2 separate regions of the Mus musculus genome follow, and region 2 is linked to region 1. A link is a contact called in public Hi-C data. All regions are on one chromosome and are shown on one strand. The core of a region is the stretch at or near the end of the contact, and the rest is flanking DNA. Distances in the headings are between cores, read along the strand shown. Region 1 overlaps Wwox (WW domain-containing oxidoreductase). Region 2 overlaps Wwox (WW domain-containing oxidoreductase).

Region 1 (2,791 bases), core at 34-2,533:
AAAAACACCCAAAAAATCCTCTTTTTTGATTTTTCCAATGGCCATAAGGTCCCTGCTCTGCCTTGGCCCTGACCACACAGCTCAATCGGAGAAAACCACTGTGTTTCTGGAACCCAGGGCAACTGTCCTTAGAACTAACAGGAGTTTACTCAGTTTGCTAATGAACCGTCATGTGACCTTGAACAGGATCATGTGAGTATGCTCTCTCTCTCTCTCTCTCTCTCTCTCTCACACACACACACACACACACACACACACACACACACACACACACACATTACCTTTCACAAGCTTTGGTTTTCTCATGTACAGAATGACAGGATAATTCCGACCCCACAGATTTGATGGGAGGGTCCTACAAAATGATCTATGGGGACTGTTGGAACCAGGGCCTCCCATCTGCCACGTTGATGCCCTGCCTGAAGTTCCGTGGGTTGGAGCAGGTGACGACAGAAGGCCTCCAGGGGCCTTGGGGCTCTCAGCTGAACCGGCTCTCGGTTCCCAGTCCCTATTCCACTCCCACCGTACCACCCAATAAACAACAAATACGCACATCGGACAGCAGGCTGGTTCTTCAGCCTCAGTCTGTCTACCACTAAAATGGGTTTTCTATTTAGCCCAGGGCTGCTAGAAGCTGATAAAGGACAAGAAGCCTGCTACAGCAGGAAATTAACTCTCCACCACCTCTCCAGAGGAACTCCAGAGTTCTTTTACAGTCCTTTCACTATGGAGGCGGTGAGTAGGAAGAGAGAGGAAACAAAAAAGCTGCCCAGTTCCAGTTCTGATGCACTTTATTGTAACTGGATTCGCTCCAGTGCCCTGCCCCCCTCCTCCCTCCCCCCTCTCCCCTCCAGCCTGCATTGGGGCACCTGGAAAAGTCATGGCCATCCATCTGGTGTCAAGTGGCACCAATCTCTGCATTCTGTGAGAGTCAATTGCAATTAACAGGGCCATTCAGGAAACGGCAGGTACAGCCCAGACAAAGGCAGCCCAGACAGATCTTATCAGAGCCCAAGGCCGGCAGGACTGTCCCTTTCTGAAGCTGCCTGCCTGGGAGAAAACCCTGGAAGAAAGGAAGGAAGGAAGGAAGGAAGGAAGGAAGGAAGGAAGGAAGGAAGGAAGGAAGGAAGATGGGAAAGGACAGTGAGTCATAAGGAGGAGGCAGCGAGATTCAAGAAAAGCAAGCCAGACTCCAGCAAGCTCTTGGGCTCAGACACTGACAAACCCCAGCCACCAGGGGCCTTCAGCAAGTCACTCCACCCTTGCCAGCCAGCTTCAGAGCTGCAGGTGGCCCATCTATTAATAGGGACTACAAACGGCACCTTCCTCATCTTGAAACTGTCTAGAGGAGACATGCTGAGGGCGGTGTTTACTGTAAAGGATCAGGAGAGCTTGAGAGTGGTGGGAGAGCTCTGGAGAGCGAGCGTGCCTGTGTGTGTGTGTGTGTGTGTGTGTGTGTGTGTATTAGCAGAGCAGGTGTCTTGGAGAGAAGCCACATACCACACAGGCACTGGGTGAGCCTGCTGGATGCCACCTGTTCCACCCTGTCCACTTGGGCCACAGGGAATCCTCTGCCCATGCAGAAGAAAAAAAGCTCTAGAAAGCAGCCAGTCTTCCATTTAGGGAATCTGGTGACTAGCCTGCCTGCACCATCAGGGGGAAGGGGCTGATCGCCATAGGGCAACAAGGAGGATCAGGTAGAATCTGGTGGCAGTGGTAGGCACTCAAGGCATGTGATTCACTTTCTGTCAGCCCACATTCCTCGGTACCCTTCAGGGCCAGGGGAGTAAGCTCAAGCCCAGTAGGTACCTAACTAGGGCCAGAGGAAGAATGGGCCCCCGACCAGGCCTTGGCTCTGACTGCGTGAAGCAGTTATCACAGGGTGGCCTGGAGGTTGAAGGCCTTCTGCACCCTTTTCTGTGGAGAGGGTGGGGCATGTCTTCCCCGTTTTACTTTCCAGGCTAAGTGGCCTGTTCTTGTCACCGTCTGTCGTTGGGCACTTATTTTGCAAGGATGCTTTGAATTTCAGAAATATGGAGTTTTTAAAAATCCACCAATTATCATTTTTCGGTGTGTCTTTGTGTGTAAGAATGTTTGTGTGTGTGTGCACAAGTGCCGGTGCATGTGAACGTCTATGCACATGCATGTGGAGGTCAGAGGTCAATCTTTGGTGCTCATTCTCAGGCCATGAGCCTCCTTTTTCTTCTGAGACAGGGTCTCTCGCTGGCTTTTAACTTGTCTAGTAGGCTAGGCTGGCTGCCCATGATCCCTCTGAGCCTCCTATCCGCACCTCCCTATGCTGCCCTTACAGCCACACCACCCTTGGGTTCTGGATGTCAACCACTGTTTCCCCAGTTTCCATTAATCAGAAAGGTTAAAGGGAGTCTCAGAGCAGGAGTAAAGAGGTTCCCTTCCAGTAAGCAAAAGGAGCTGGGGTGATCGGGTGAGGGGTGGGGGAGGTGGGGGTGGGGGGTGGGGAGCAGCCACCACATTTTCTAACAGGAAGAGAAAGAAACCACAGAAGCAAAACATCATTGAATCGGGAGCCTGTTTATTCCAAAGAACAGGAGCAGAGACTATGCCCCAACTGGATGCCTCTATTGTAATCATCAGCTCTCAGTGTCTGATGCTTAAGCATATTGATATATCAGGTTTGGTGACAAGGTATTTCGTGCTGAGGTTTCTGAGGTGTCTAGTGGAGCCAGTGATGTGTAGTAGGAAGTCAACAACCCTTAGCTCCCTCCTCTTGCATTCTGTGTTATCGAAGCTTTCATCTGAGCTGGAGAGCGGC
Region 2 (2,842 bases), core at 280-2,779, 91 kb before region 1:
AAGAAGCAGACAAGCCACAAAAGAACATCATTTTGGGGAAAAAAAAAAAAAAAAAAAAAAAAAGGCTCAATTTTACTCATCAAAAAGGCAGACAGGGTGGGGGTGGGGTACACACTGTGACTCTCAAAGACTTGGCTGGGAGCAGTCAAAACACTCCTAAGTTGCAATCTATGAGATATTTTTGTTACATGTTATTATTGGCGAGGGCTGAATATAGCCCTGATAATTTTTCAGTTCAGTGAACAGAGAGACGAGGAGCCAGGGAGGTAGGAGGAACTAAGGTATTTCAGGAGTCAGACCCTTCTAAAAATAGGGCCACGTTTGATGGTGGGAGCTCTGAGCATGTCTCCCCTTCTCCTCCTGTACCCGTGATGTGGGCTTTGATGTCTACTCCTTTCTGTCTAGCTTGCCTGTCTTCTCAGTAGCCCCTGGACCAACTCAACATGTTAGCCATGGCTGGCCTTAAGCTCCCCCCCAAATGTGTTTCTGTCCTGATGTGTCCCAAGTTTGTCTGTGGTCTTTCCAATCCTTCTATTGTTGGAAGATTAATTTATTTACCCCCTCAGCGTCCTCTGAGGTGGTGCCTACTTGGGCACTACCTTGTGCCCCCTCCCCTATTTGAATGGACTGTTTTCTTCCTCTCTATTGCCCTGGGAAACCATAGCAAGTGACCCTGGTGTTCCAGTCCTCTGTACATGGCTCTGTCTGTGGTGCGGGACCATGAGTATCAGAGCCATGGGTGACGTCTGGTTTATCTTTGATATGGCAGTGACTGATGAATGAAGAGGTACACTTGCTGCATGGTTCTGTAAAGGGATTTGCGATATCCCTTCAGGGTGCCTCATGACCAAAGCGATGACATGGGCCAAGGGTTGCCTTTTGTGTAAACACCACACCCACATGTAGAGACACACATCCATAAGTCTCTCAAGGATCTGGCTAGAAAACTGCCACAAGATTATGATGATGTGGACTCCAAGAGCTGGCAGTTCCCAATCTCTACTGAATTAAGTCTCCTGCCTTTCATCTGAATGAGTCAGAAGAGCTTTGTCCAAGGAACCAAACATCACCAAGTGAGATAGTTGTCCAAAGAGTGGTGGTGGTAGTGTGTGCACTCTTTCTCTCTCCCTCTCCCTCGTCCCCTCTCTCTCGGTGTATGTGTGTGTGTGTGTGTGTGTGTGTGTAGCGATATATTTATAAGCAACCTGAACATTTAGCAAAGACCTCTCTTCATCCCTGTACTCGTGCAATTCTGTTTTCAAATTCCTTTAAAAACCCAGAAGGAAAAAAAAAAGTGTGTTAAATTCAAATTGCCGCTCTCCTGTAGAATTATGTGAAGAAGTATGCCAACAAAGGTTGAGGCCAGTAATTACGTGGCAGCCGAGCTCTTGTTCTTGATTCTCATGCAAAGCACTGCCTGATCCCAATTAGCACGGGCTTGTTTTTGCCTCTCTTGGTGTGCTGCCTCCTGCCCACCTTCCGGGGACTCCTCCCTGTGGGTTATTTGTTCAGACGCAGTTCCAGACACACCACTGTGATTTCCTTCTTAATAAACACGATCCAGTGAGGAACGGAAGACAATGAGAGGCACCTGCGCTGCTATTATAACTTCTCGTTCCCGCCCACCAGCAGAGTGGGGCTATGAATAAGTGAGAGCAGCCAGTCTAAGAATAGTAACAGCACTTTCCCATAAACACACAGTCATAAAACTTCTGCTCACACCAAGGAAGGACAGGCGTACCAGGCCGACACCATTGTTGGAAACTTGGTAGGAATGTCACTCTGAGGGCCAAATGTTTGCTGTCCATGACCCAGCCAGTGACTGAGGACAGTCCCCATTCCATGCTACAAAACAAAACAAACAACAACAACAACAACAACAAAACAGCCGAGCATTCCTGAAATTGTGGCAAGTCCTAGATAATGTCAGACGGGGGAGAGTCAGAGCAATGGTAGAGAAAAAGATAAACAAACAAACAAACAAAACCATAGGCTGTGGTGTCAGAAAACACAAATTTAGGTTTGTCTTAGTGTAAGAAATATGTATTAAAGTGGGGCAGTGGGGAGATGTCTTGGTCAATACATCTCCAGTGTCTGCTTTGCAAGTATGGGAACCTCAAGGTGGACTTGCAGAACCCACAAAAAGACCTGGGTGCAGCAGCATGCTCCTGTGATTCCAGCATGGCAGAGGCAGAGAATGGAGGGTCAGGGGACAGGGAGGGTATGCTGCTGTTCAGCCTGTCTGCATGGATACTGTGAGAGATGCTAGCTATGGCCACAGTGATTTAGCCCGACTGCATGGATACTGTGAGAGATGCTAGCTATGGCCACAGTTATAGTTACTAGGTTTTTACAGAGATGTTATCCACAAGGCGGGAGCCTAGAGATGAGGACCACACTGGCCAGGTGATGGAGAGGAGAGCAGATCTAGGGAGAACACACATGCACACTGTTAGTCTCATGGGGGAAATTGAGTCCTGTCTCTGTTTCGCTGTTTCTTGAGGGCCTTGCGGGGTGGGAACATACATTCAACAAATCATTTGCCGTTGGCATCATTAGAAGGGTCCTTCTGAGTGTCTTTACATGCGTGCCTACCATCGTTATTTCTAAGACGGTTTGTCACCCGGAGCAGAACAGGAACCGCTTTGGCCTTGCTGGCTCTGAGGTCTTTTATTAAGTTGGATCGCTGCCTAGCTTTCTAGTGTGGTGTCTCTGTTTCTGTCCGTGTTACTGCCCCTCTCGCCAATCCACTCTTTGGGGGACCCATTCTTTGGGGGAAAAGGAGCAAATTTTAGAAGCTTCTCTAGAAGGAAGGCTTCCCACATCAGCATGCTAACTCTCA

Evidence for each region. A called contact is a pair of places that touch in the nucleus more often than the background predicts.
Region 2: a contact with region 1 is called in a Hi-C map of DN3 thymocytes, with 2.1 times the contacts expected there. The contact joins two enhancer-like sites. A contact is called at or near these places in 1 of 39 promoter capture datasets (the C10 cell line), 10 of 484 Hi-C or Micro-C datasets (B cells, the C10 cell line, CD4 T cells and 5 more) and 1 of 115 datasets of contacts at active chromatin or transcription factors (memory CD8 T cells).

What each region holds. Positions count from the first base shown.
Region 1 is chr8:114,880,798-114,883,588 of GRCm38.p6, reverse strand. All of the region lies in intron 8 of Wwox (WW domain-containing oxidoreductase), which reads right to left. Among named protein-coding and RNA genes, the nearest start is that of Gm39257, 79 kb to the left of the region's middle. Within about 2 kb of position 1,283, at least 79 of the 459 cell types and tissues checked have an H3K27ac peak or open chromatin away from gene starts, as enhancers often do. A contact at or near this core is called in B cells, CD8 T cells, DN3 thymocytes and 2 more, where this site is marked.
Region 2 is chr8:114,971,963-114,974,804 of GRCm38.p6, reverse strand. The region is part of intron 8 of Wwox (WW domain-containing oxidoreductase); the gene reads right to left. Among named protein-coding and RNA genes, the nearest start is that of Gm39257, 12 kb to the right of the region's middle. Within about 2 kb of position 1,529, at least 36 of the 459 cell types and tissues checked have an H3K27ac peak or open chromatin away from gene starts, as enhancers often do. A contact at or near this core is called in B cells, CD8 T cells, DN3 thymocytes and 2 more, where this site is marked.